2 separate regions of the Mus musculus genome follow, and region 2 is linked to region 1. Evidence: chromatin contacts called from public HiChIP or PLAC-seq data. All regions are on one chromosome and are shown on one strand. Each heading gives the region's core, a stretch centred on a gene start, on an enhancer-like site or on the middle of the called end of the contact. The rest is flanking DNA. Distances are from core to core; before and after follow the strand shown. Region 1 overlaps Gm30363 (a long non-coding RNA gene). Region 2 overlaps Kat6b (K(lysine) acetyltransferase 6B).

Region 1 (5,031 bases), core at 980-3,479:
TTTGTGCTTAGCAAGCATGAGGCCCTGGGTTTCATCCTTAGCACAGGACAGCCTGGGCAGGGTAGGTGGAGGAGGGGGGGAAGAAATCAAGAGGGTCAGAAGTTCAAGGTCAGCCTCATCTATATAGCAAATTCCAGGCAAAGATAGTTGGGTGTGGTGGTATACTCTTTACCTTCCATCTCTAGGAAGGCATAGGCAGGAGAATTTCTATGAGTTAGAAGCTACGCTGGTCTGCATAGAGCTCCAGGTCATCTATATTTAAAAAAAAAAAAAGCTGTCAAGAAGAAAGAAAAGAAAGAAAGGAGGAGGAAGTGAGGAGGAGGAGGAGGAAGAGAGAAGGAGAGTGGGAGAAAAAGGAAGCCAAGCAAAGATGGATAAAATTTCTCTGAAACCAAACCCACACTTAGTACTCTGGAGGCATAGAGGGTAGAAGATAGCACCAGTCCTTTATTCAGGGTTCCGGAAGCCTAGGAATAGATGTGCTAAGCCACCCAGGTCCCTTCTGTCACCAAAAGAGGTCTTGGAGAAAGGCATAAAAAGTGCCATGATATCTAAAGCTGAGAAAGAAGGCAAGGTAGTGTGAATGAGTGGCTTTGGGGACCTGCCAGAGGAAACAGGAACGCTATCCTAATGGTGAGATAGAACGAGGAGAGGGTCCACCCCCCACAGGAAGTTGCAACCACCTAGCACCCAGAACTTGAAGTCTGGGGTGTGAGGAAGGCAGAGAGAGAGCCCTGTGTGGACAGCAGTGTGATCCTTCCTTCTCCATCATAATCCTAACTGTGTGAAACTGTGGAAATGACTCAGACACAGGGCAGAGTCACTGCCACCCCTGGCATAGACAGACCTGCTGTCACCAAGCAACAGAAATTTTCTATAGGATAAATGTAAGCAAAAGACGTCAAAGGGTGGAGGCAGAAAACCACCTTATCCCTGACTTCCCTGGACCTAGAGAGACACTTTTGACTAGTATTCTTTCAGAGTCTGGAGGAATTTTCAATATTTAGCCTTCAAAACAGTGACTGGCAAGCCAGGCTCTGGTAGTACTTGCCTTTAATCCCAGGACTGGAGAAGAAGAAGCAGGAGGATCGAGTTAGAGGCCAGCCTGTTCTACAAACAAACAAACAAACACCAAAGTAAAAATAGCGACTGCAGAGCTGGAGACAGCTCAGTAGTTAAGAGCCTGTACTGCTCTTCAGAGGACCTGAGTTTGGTTTCAAACACCCTCATCAGGTGGCCCGCAGCAACCTCCAATTCAAGGGGGTCCAACTCTTCTGGCCTCTAAGAGCAGTGCACATATATGGCACATATACAGACAAGCAGGTACACATAAATATAAACTAAATGAAAAAATTAAACCCCTAGAGACTGGAACGGCTTTAGCAGGGTCTTTTATATCCCAGGATGATCTGGAACTCACTATGTAGCCAAGAATGACTTTCAATTTCTGGTTTTTAGCCCTTCAACTTCAGAATGATGGGATTGCAGATATATACCACCACATCTGGTTTATATAGTCCTGGGAATCAAATCTGGGAGTTCATGCATGTTAGGCAATCATTCTAACAACCAGGTTATAATCCTGAGCCTTGTGTGTGTGTGTGTGTGTGTGTGTGTGTGTGTGTGTGTTAAAGCCAGGAGATAGTTGTGAATGCCTTTAATCCCAGTACTCAGAAGCCAGCGGCAGATGGATCTCTGTGAGTTCAAAGCCAGCCTGGTCTACAGAGTGAGTTCCAGGGCAGCCCAGGCTGCACAGAGAAACCATGTCTCTAGAAAGAATAAAAATTCACACACAGGTTCTTGAGACTGTAAATTCTTTAAAATGGTTTATTTATGTATTCATTAATTTTATGTGTATGGGTGTTGCCTCAATTGTTTTTCTATTGCTATAACAAGACACCATGGTCAAAGCAATTTATGAAAGAAACTATTTAGCTTGGGAGCTCCAGAAGGTTAACGTCCATGGTCATCATGGCAGAGAGCAAGGCGGCAGGTAGGCAGGCATGGTGTTGGAGCAGCAGCTAAGAGCTTAAATTCTGATCCAAAAGTTGGAGGCAGAAAGAGCTAACTGGCAATGATGTAGGTTTTTGAAACTTCAAAGCCCATCACAGTGACAAACCTCTTCCAAAACAAGGCCATATCTCCAAACCAAACAGTTTCACCAACTTATAGAGGCCACCTCCAGTAGGGAGACAGGGAAGTGAGGGAGGGGGTTGCCATCCCACAGTCACAACTCTGACCTGACCAAGCCGGCCCAGTCAGTCATCAGGTTCTCAAGCTCAGGAGTGAGGGTTAAAAAAAAAAAAGACAGTTAGACAACATTGTAGCATGACCCCAGTTAATTCTGAGACTGAAAGCAAATTTAATTTTCTCAATCCACTTTTTTGTTTGTTTGTTTGTTTGTTTGTTCTGTTTTTCGAGACAGGGTTTCTCTGTGTAGCCCTGGCTGTCCTGGAACTCACTTTGTAGACCAGGCTGGCCTTGAACTCAGAAATCCACCAGCCTCTGCCTCCTGAGTGCTGGGATTAAAGGCGTGCGCCACCCCCACCCCCAATCCACTTTTTATACCATTTTAATTACATGCAAGTATTCAGGGCAAGTAGTACAATGAGGGATCAAGCAATAAACACAAAGCCCCAGGGTCACTCCGGTGATTGCTGTTTCTAAGGATGATCAAGATATCTGAGCCTACTTCTTTGTTCTACCCTAAAACCAGATTCTTACTGCCTTGTCCTTGGCCAATGTCAGATTCCTGCCTGAGCTTACTTCCTTGTCATGGCCAAAGTCAGATTCCCGCCAGAAGCCCATTTCCTTGTCCTTGGCCAATGTCAGATTCCTGCCAAGCATAACCCCCAAAGGCTCTCCACACTGATCTATAATTGTTCCTGTCTGAAAGAACCTCAAGGATGGAATGGAGGGGAGCCTGAGGAAAAGAAGGTCCAGCAACAGGCCCAAAGTGGGATCCAGCTCAAGGGGAGGTCCCAAGGCCTGACACTATTACTGAGGCTATGGAGCACTCACAAAAAGAGACCTATTATGACTGCCTTCCAGAACACCCAATAAGCAGATGGAAGAGTCAGGTGTGGATATTTGCACCCAACCAATGGACAGAAGCTGCTGACCCCGTGGTTGAATTAGGGAAAAGCTGGAAGAAGCTGAGGAGGACCAGCAGTCTCAATTAACCTGGACCCCCAAGATCTCTCAAACACTGGATCACCAACCAGGCAGCATACACCAGCTGATGTGAGGCCCCCAACACATATACAGCAGAGGACTGCCAGGTCTGGGATCAATCAGAGATGATGCACCTAACCCTCAAGAGAGTGGGAGCCCCAGGGAGTTAAGAGGTCTGGTTGGATAGAGGGTGGGGGTGGGGACATCTTTGTCAAGATAGAGGGGTGGGGAGGAGGTATGAGTTTTGGAAAAGTCAGAAGGTGGAGTTGGGGCAGGGAATAAAATTTGGAGTGTAAATAAATATAAAACAAAAAAAGAAGAAAAGATTTATTTTTGATGTGTGGCTGACAGGTGTGGGAACACATACTTGTAATATCAAGTGTGAGGTGGAGGCAAGCAGATCAGGAGACTAAGATCATCTTTAGCCACACAATAAGTTTGTGACCAGCCTGGACTACATATGACCCCCACCTCAAAACAATTATCTATTTTACAGGTAAACAAGCTGCCATTTGAGATTTAAACTCAGGTGTTCTTGGTGCCAAAACCTTAGCATTTGCCTATCCACTAGGTCATGTTACCTACTAGAGCAGATGTAGGAAGAGAAAGAGAGAGGAGGACAAATCAGGGGATGGAGAGAGAGGAAGAATGGGGAAGTGGACAGCAGGTGAGAAGGTGCCAGTGCTCCTGAGATGGGCCCTGTTGAAAAATAACCTGCTCTGTTTAAGTGCATGTGGGCTGGTACACACCCACACACTGGAAACATGGAATTGTTCATCGCAGGAAAATATAAAGAGAAAAGAACTGTGGTCTCTCGCTGCTCCAGAGCTTCTGTAACTAGAGAGGAACTGCCACTTTATTGGTGTGGGTTTATTTTCAACAATGAAGGCATTGTAGAGCTGGACATGGTGCTGCATGCCTGTAATTCCAGCACTTGGGAGGCTGAAGCAGAGGAATGAGGTGTATAAATAAGTCCAGCCTTAGGTACACAGGAGTTCAAGGCCAGCCTGAGAGAGTCTGTCTTACCACCCATAAACAAACAAACACACATATGCATACCATAATGTAGTAAGTAAATAAATGGAACTATATGACATCTATCCAAGAACCAAAGACACAAATAGGCAAAAAGAGATAAAAAGACATGCCATGTGCCAGGTAGTACTAGCACATGCCTTTAACCCCAGCACTAGGAAGACAGAGGCAGGTAGGTCTCTATGAATTTGAGGCCAGCATGGACTGCAGAGTGAGTCCAGGACAGCCAGGGCTACACAGAGAAATCCTGTCTCAAAAAACCAAATACCAAAACCCACCCCTAACCCCCAAAAAGAAACAAAGAAAAAAAAACATACCATGTAAACAGTAACCAAAAGAGAACAGAAATGCCTACCTAAGCACCAGGCAGAGAAGGAATGAAGATTTCATAGCTGTAAAATGTTCAGTGTATCAGGAAGGCTTATAATCATGAATGCTGTCAACCCTTCATATCTGTGGACTCTGTGCCTATGGAATCAACTAACATGGACTGAAATATCTTAGGGAAATTTCCTCTGTACTGCAGACTTTTAAAAATCATTGTTTCTAGGACGAAGAGAGATGCTCAGTGGCTAAGAGTACACTCTGGGGCATGGGGAGATGGTCCAGTGGTTCAGATGTGTACTGTTCTGTGGAGCATGGATTCTGTTCTAGCACTCGAATCAGATGACTGACTCTCAGCTCCAAGGGATTCAATGCCTTCTCCTGGCCTCCATGGCACCTGGGCATGTGCAGTTACCTAGACACAACACAGAGGTTAAATCACTTATTACCCTCTAAATAATGCAAAAGAGCTGCAATCAGCATGGAGCTTCACTTCTG
Region 2 (4,826 bases), core at 2,159-4,658, 110 kb after region 1:
GGTGGCAGCTAGGAAGCAGCCAGGGAGGTATTGCTGCAAATCAGACAGGCGATACAAAGACATAAGGTTTTGGAAGTTGAGATGAGCAGTAATTATACAGACTTGGTGAAAGTGTTAGGAAGCCTAAAGCTTTCAGGGTTGTTGGCTTTGATAACTAGGAGAGTGCAGTTATTTATTGAAATGGACAAAAATTAGTATGTGAGTAAAGAGGGTGGAACACGTGATAGGAAAGATACTGCTTCCTAAAACTGCAACCTTGTTAGTAAGAATAAATTCCACTCAGGCTCCATGTACCCAAGACCTGGTACCTGAATTTACTTTGAATTTTTACTGTAGATATGTTTTTAAATAAAATGGTCATAATATAGCTCATTTGGTTCAGGTTTTTTTGTTTGTCTATTTTGCTTTGTTTTTAACTTCTTTCATGAACCATTGGCTTCGAGATAGCAGTAGAGGCTGGCTGCCAGTTTGACTAGTTGGGTTATAAGTTTATAGTTGGGTTATAAGCAAAGCAAACTTATAAACACCCGTGCGAGTGGTATACCCAGATAAGAGCTGTATTAGGCAAAGATTCAAAGAATGAGATAGCTAAAAGCCATGATATTACAAGACACGTGGCTACTAAAGAGCCTGACCTGGGAGGAGGGGACATTGCCACCCTCGCAAAGAACTGTTTTGGTTGAGTGCTTCTTTCATATTCACTGTTGGGTTTAAAGTATAAACTTTGTCACCAAAGCATGTTGTTGTTTTGTCATCCTCAGGCTATTGTGTAGGCGTGGATATGCTGCTAGGTGAGTGTTTCACCACTGAGCTACCAGTTTAACTTTTTACTTTCAAACAGGGACTACTAAACTTCCCAGACTGGCCTTATTCTGCAGTCTGGCTTCAGCCTCATAAATGTTTGAATTTTAGGCCTTTATCATTAGGCACAGCTCAAAACATTATTCATTTGAAAAAAAAATAGTTTATCTCTTTTCATAGTGAACTACTTAACAAGTATTTTTATTCTTTGAGAATTATTTTATTGTTTCTGTTGTGCTTATATATGGGGGGAGAGTGTGGGAGCATTTGCAAGTGGAGGTTGTAGACACTAATGAAAGTTAGTTCTCTCCTGTAGGGGGCGCTCTGGAGATTAAACGCAGCTTGTCAGGCTTGGGGCCAAGCGCCTTTACCTGATGAACCAGCTTTCTCACCCTGTGTATGGTGTTTTGGACAGAGTCTTAGGTAGCCCTGGCTGGCCTTGGGGATGCTGTATATTCAACAATGACCTTTAACTTCTGAGTCTCTCCGACGTTTTGACGGATGGGCAGTGCAGTGTTGGGGGTGCCTTGTGCATGCTAGGCAAGCCCTCTGCCAAATGAGATGGATCTCAGCTCCTAAAACAGCATTTCTTAAGCTTTTAAGACTTGAAAGTTTGTGGCTTGCTTCCTGATTGTTGACTGGGCATTCTTCTGTTCAACAAAAGGAAAGCTTGGTTTTGTGACTTCTAGCCAAGAAAAGCCCTTTTATCTCCCCATGGGCCAGTTAAAGGCTGCCTGGGGCTCTGTGATGAGCTCAGATGGTGGAACCAGCCAGTTTGCTCTATTGGATTTTTTTCTTTTTTCCAACTTCATTCTAATTGCCCTTTAGAGAATAAACTATTTCTTAACATCTGAAAGCTCAAAGGTCTAATATTGGAATTTATGGAATGGTTGAAGAGATTTCATGGCCAAACTAAAATGAAGGCTTTTTTACTGTAGGAGCAGCTTTCTCCTCCCTCTGCTGTACCCCCCAATCTCTGCCCAGCTTGATTCAAGAAGTCTGGTCTTCTAACCTTTCTTTATAGTAACATTTCCATCCAGAGTCACTAAAGGACACGTGGTGGACAGACCTGGAAATGGAGTCACTTCTGTTTGGGTTTTCCTCACAGATAGAGGTTCTGTTTGGAGGGGTGTTTATTTTAAAAGCAAGCTAGTAAGAGATAGAAACTGTCTACTACAGGCTGATGTGTTAGAAGATATGTGGACAAGATTATTTCCTTTTCCTGTATTTTCTAAGCTTTTTAAAGAAATCAGACTCTTTCTGAGGTCCGAATGTTAACTTTAGGCGTCATTCTGCTGGGCACAGCGCCGTGGAAGGATTAATCAGAGGCTCTGTATCTGGCAGGTAGAGGGGGCAGGAGCCAGAGCAGCAGGCAAACAGGTTCCGTCTGTGTGGCTGTACTCAGAGCTAGTGGAGGGTAAGGGAACCAGGAAGCAAATATAAGCAAATAATCACATTCACACTGTAGACAAGTGGGGGCATTCTGAGTGCATCCTGGGTAGACACAAATAAGGATCTACACTGTTTGTATTAATGTGTATGTTAGAATAGTCAATGAATAATTGTTGAATTGAGCTTTGAAACCAGGTAGGCATTAGGTTTAGACTAGTAAAAACCAACTATTGTACTTACATTGCCTACAGCAGAAAATGCAAGATGCTTATTTTAATTATCCTATCCTGTCAGTGTAGGGAGCAGACCTGCAGCCTTACACGTGCCAGGAAAGCAATCTTTCCTCTACCTCTCAAGTGCCGGAATTACTGGCATGTGTAAACACGCCTGTTGGACTGACTGGCTCTTAAAGATTTATTTCTTTTCATTTTATGTGTATCACTGTTCTTTCTGCATATGTGTGTGTGTGTGCATATATGTGCATGCAGTGTCCATGGAGTCCAGAAGAGCTGCTCAGACTCCCTGGAACTAGGGTTTCAGATTGTTATTATCCACCATGTTGGTAATGGGAACTGAACCCAAGTCCTCTCCAAGAGCAACAAATGCTTTTAACTGCTGAGCTATCTCTCCAGCCCATGGCTGATTTTAATAACTTACCTAAACTCTTTCTTAGTTCTGTTTCACTATTCATATGCTTTCTGAGTAATGTGTGTCCACCTTTTAAGACCCGCCCAGTGTGCCATTGTATTATTACTATTCTCAGTGGGGCACAGAACAGGCTACATACATAGAGCTTGTGGAATGGGACACTCTTTCTTCACGGAATGAATCATTGTTTAGCTTCTTGCTCAGTAGACACCAGGGGCATTCCTAGGAGCCAGTGACTTTTAGTCAAGTTAGTTCTGTGTCCAGTTTCTTTATTTTGCAATACTTATCTCAGGATCAGCTAAGGTAAGACTGAAGTATATTCATTCAGTGCAAGGCAGCAGTGTCGTGACAGGCAGCTCTATGCTACTGTTGTGAATACCTTCCCCCAAATGGAAGTTCTCTGGTAATTAACTTGTTGACCCAAGAACAGGTGCTTGACAAACTTACTCTCCCACTCCATAGTAAAGGCTGCCAATAAATTAGGACTCTTAGCTGTCAACTGGTGGAGGACCAGCTCAAGCAGATCCCTGTGGAGTAAACTGGCCTTTCTGTGTGGCTGTAGGAAACCTCTCCCGGGAAGAGCAATTCAGACAACCCAGCTAGGGAATGCCACAACTCAGCTGGAGGCCTCTCTATAAAACCCACCCCTCACAGACCGGGAAAATCAGAAATTTCTAAGGAAAAGAGAGGAGTTGGGGAGAAGGAGGAGTGGGGGGTGGTGGAGAAGATAGGAGAAAACCTCAAATAATTTATAAAATCTTTTCTGACTATGTCTCAGCAAGTAGCAAACCAGCAGTGGGTGAGCTGTTGATGGGGGCAGGGAGAGAAGCCTCAGGCTGTTGGCCAAGCACTTTACCTTTGTATAGTTTCTTTCTTATGTTGATTTGGTGTGTGTGTGTGTGTGTGTGTGTGTGTGTGTGTGTGTGTGTGTGTGTGTGTTTGCCGGCCCTGAGTGTAAAGTCTAGAATAGAACTTGGGGTAGTGTGTTTTTTCCTTCTACCATATGGGTCCCAGGAATCAACCTGCAGTCACCAGGTGTGGCAGTCAAGTGCATCTTGCTGCCCAGGGTTATTTTAGATGGTAATGGAAGGCTTTGGTCGGTTGATCTCCAAATATGTGTTCTTCCCTGTAGTTTAGGCTGTCCTAAAACATAACATGGAGCCCAGGGCAACCTTGCTGTAGCCTCCCAAATATTGGAATTACAGGTATGGTGTGGTGGGTCACACCTGGCTCTGATTGTTTGTTTATTTGTTGTTGTTGTCCCTAAAAATTATTTTTACAGCTGTTTTGTTTTGTTTTGTTTTGTTGTTTTTAGAGATAGTATCTCTATGTATCCCTGGCTGTCCCTGGAGCTCACTAGATCACTAGCTGTAGACCAGGCTGGTCTGGAACTCACATATATCCTACTGTCTCTGTCTTCCAACTTGCAGAATTAAAGGTATGTGCTACCTGCCCAGTTCTGCACCTTAAAATTCTTTGCTCACTTAAATCATTTGCTGTATGTCTGTAACTTTTTGAGAAAAGGGATTTTGTTTTACACGGCTGGTAAAACATTAAAAGTTTTATAACTGTTTCCTGCAAAATTAAGATATCAAGCCAGTAAATATTTATGACATGTGCATTCTTCAGCCTTTAGACAATAGTAAAATAACCCCGGATTAATGTCTGTGGGATGACTTTGATAAGTACAAGATGGTGAGTGAGCTTGTAGCCAGGAACTTTTGTTTTCCTGAGTTGAGTATTTCTCACTGCTGTAAGAGGTAGAACTTAGAGCTGAGTCTCTCTTGTCTGGAGTTGTTTAGTGGATCATTAGTCACATAAAGATTTGCAGAGCTTTCTGGGCTCTAGCCTAGGAAATGTTGCAGATACTCAGAGGGAGTGGCTTGGGCCTCAGCACTTATATCTTTCATGCCAGTATGCCTCGATTTACCAGAGATTATTTTCCTATTCAGAGTAAGAAAGTAGTCATTTATCTTGAATGAAAT

What was found. HiChIP or PLAC-seq counts read pairs in DNA pulled down with a chosen protein or histone mark.
Region 2: an H3K27ac HiChIP or PLAC-seq map of embryonic stem cells shows a contact between it and region 1, with 9 read pairs. The contact joins two enhancer-like sites. A contact is called at or near these places in 5 of 484 Hi-C or Micro-C datasets (CD4 T cells, CD8 T cells, Th2 cells and 1 more), 2 of 115 datasets of contacts at active chromatin or transcription factors (both in embryonic stem cells) and 2 of 9 other capture datasets (adipose tissue and liver).

Annotation. Positions count from the first base shown.
Region 1 is chr14:21,472,107-21,477,137 of GRCm38.p6, forward strand. The region is part of intron 1 of Gm30363 (a long non-coding RNA gene); the gene reads right to left. Among named protein-coding and RNA genes, the nearest start is that of Gm30363, 9.0 kb to the right of the region's middle. Within about 2 kb of position 2,230, at least 15 of the 459 cell types and tissues checked have an H3K27ac peak or open chromatin away from gene starts, as enhancers often do. A contact at or near this core is called in embryonic stem cells, where this site is marked.
Region 2 is chr14:21,583,518-21,588,343 of GRCm38.p6, forward strand. All of the region lies in intron 2 of Kat6b (K(lysine) acetyltransferase 6B), which reads left to right. Among named protein-coding and RNA genes, the nearest start is that of Kat6b, 86 kb to the left of the region's middle. Within about 2 kb of position 3,409, at least 56 of the 459 cell types and tissues checked have an H3K27ac peak or open chromatin away from gene starts, as enhancers often do. A contact at or near this core is called in embryonic stem cells, where this site is marked.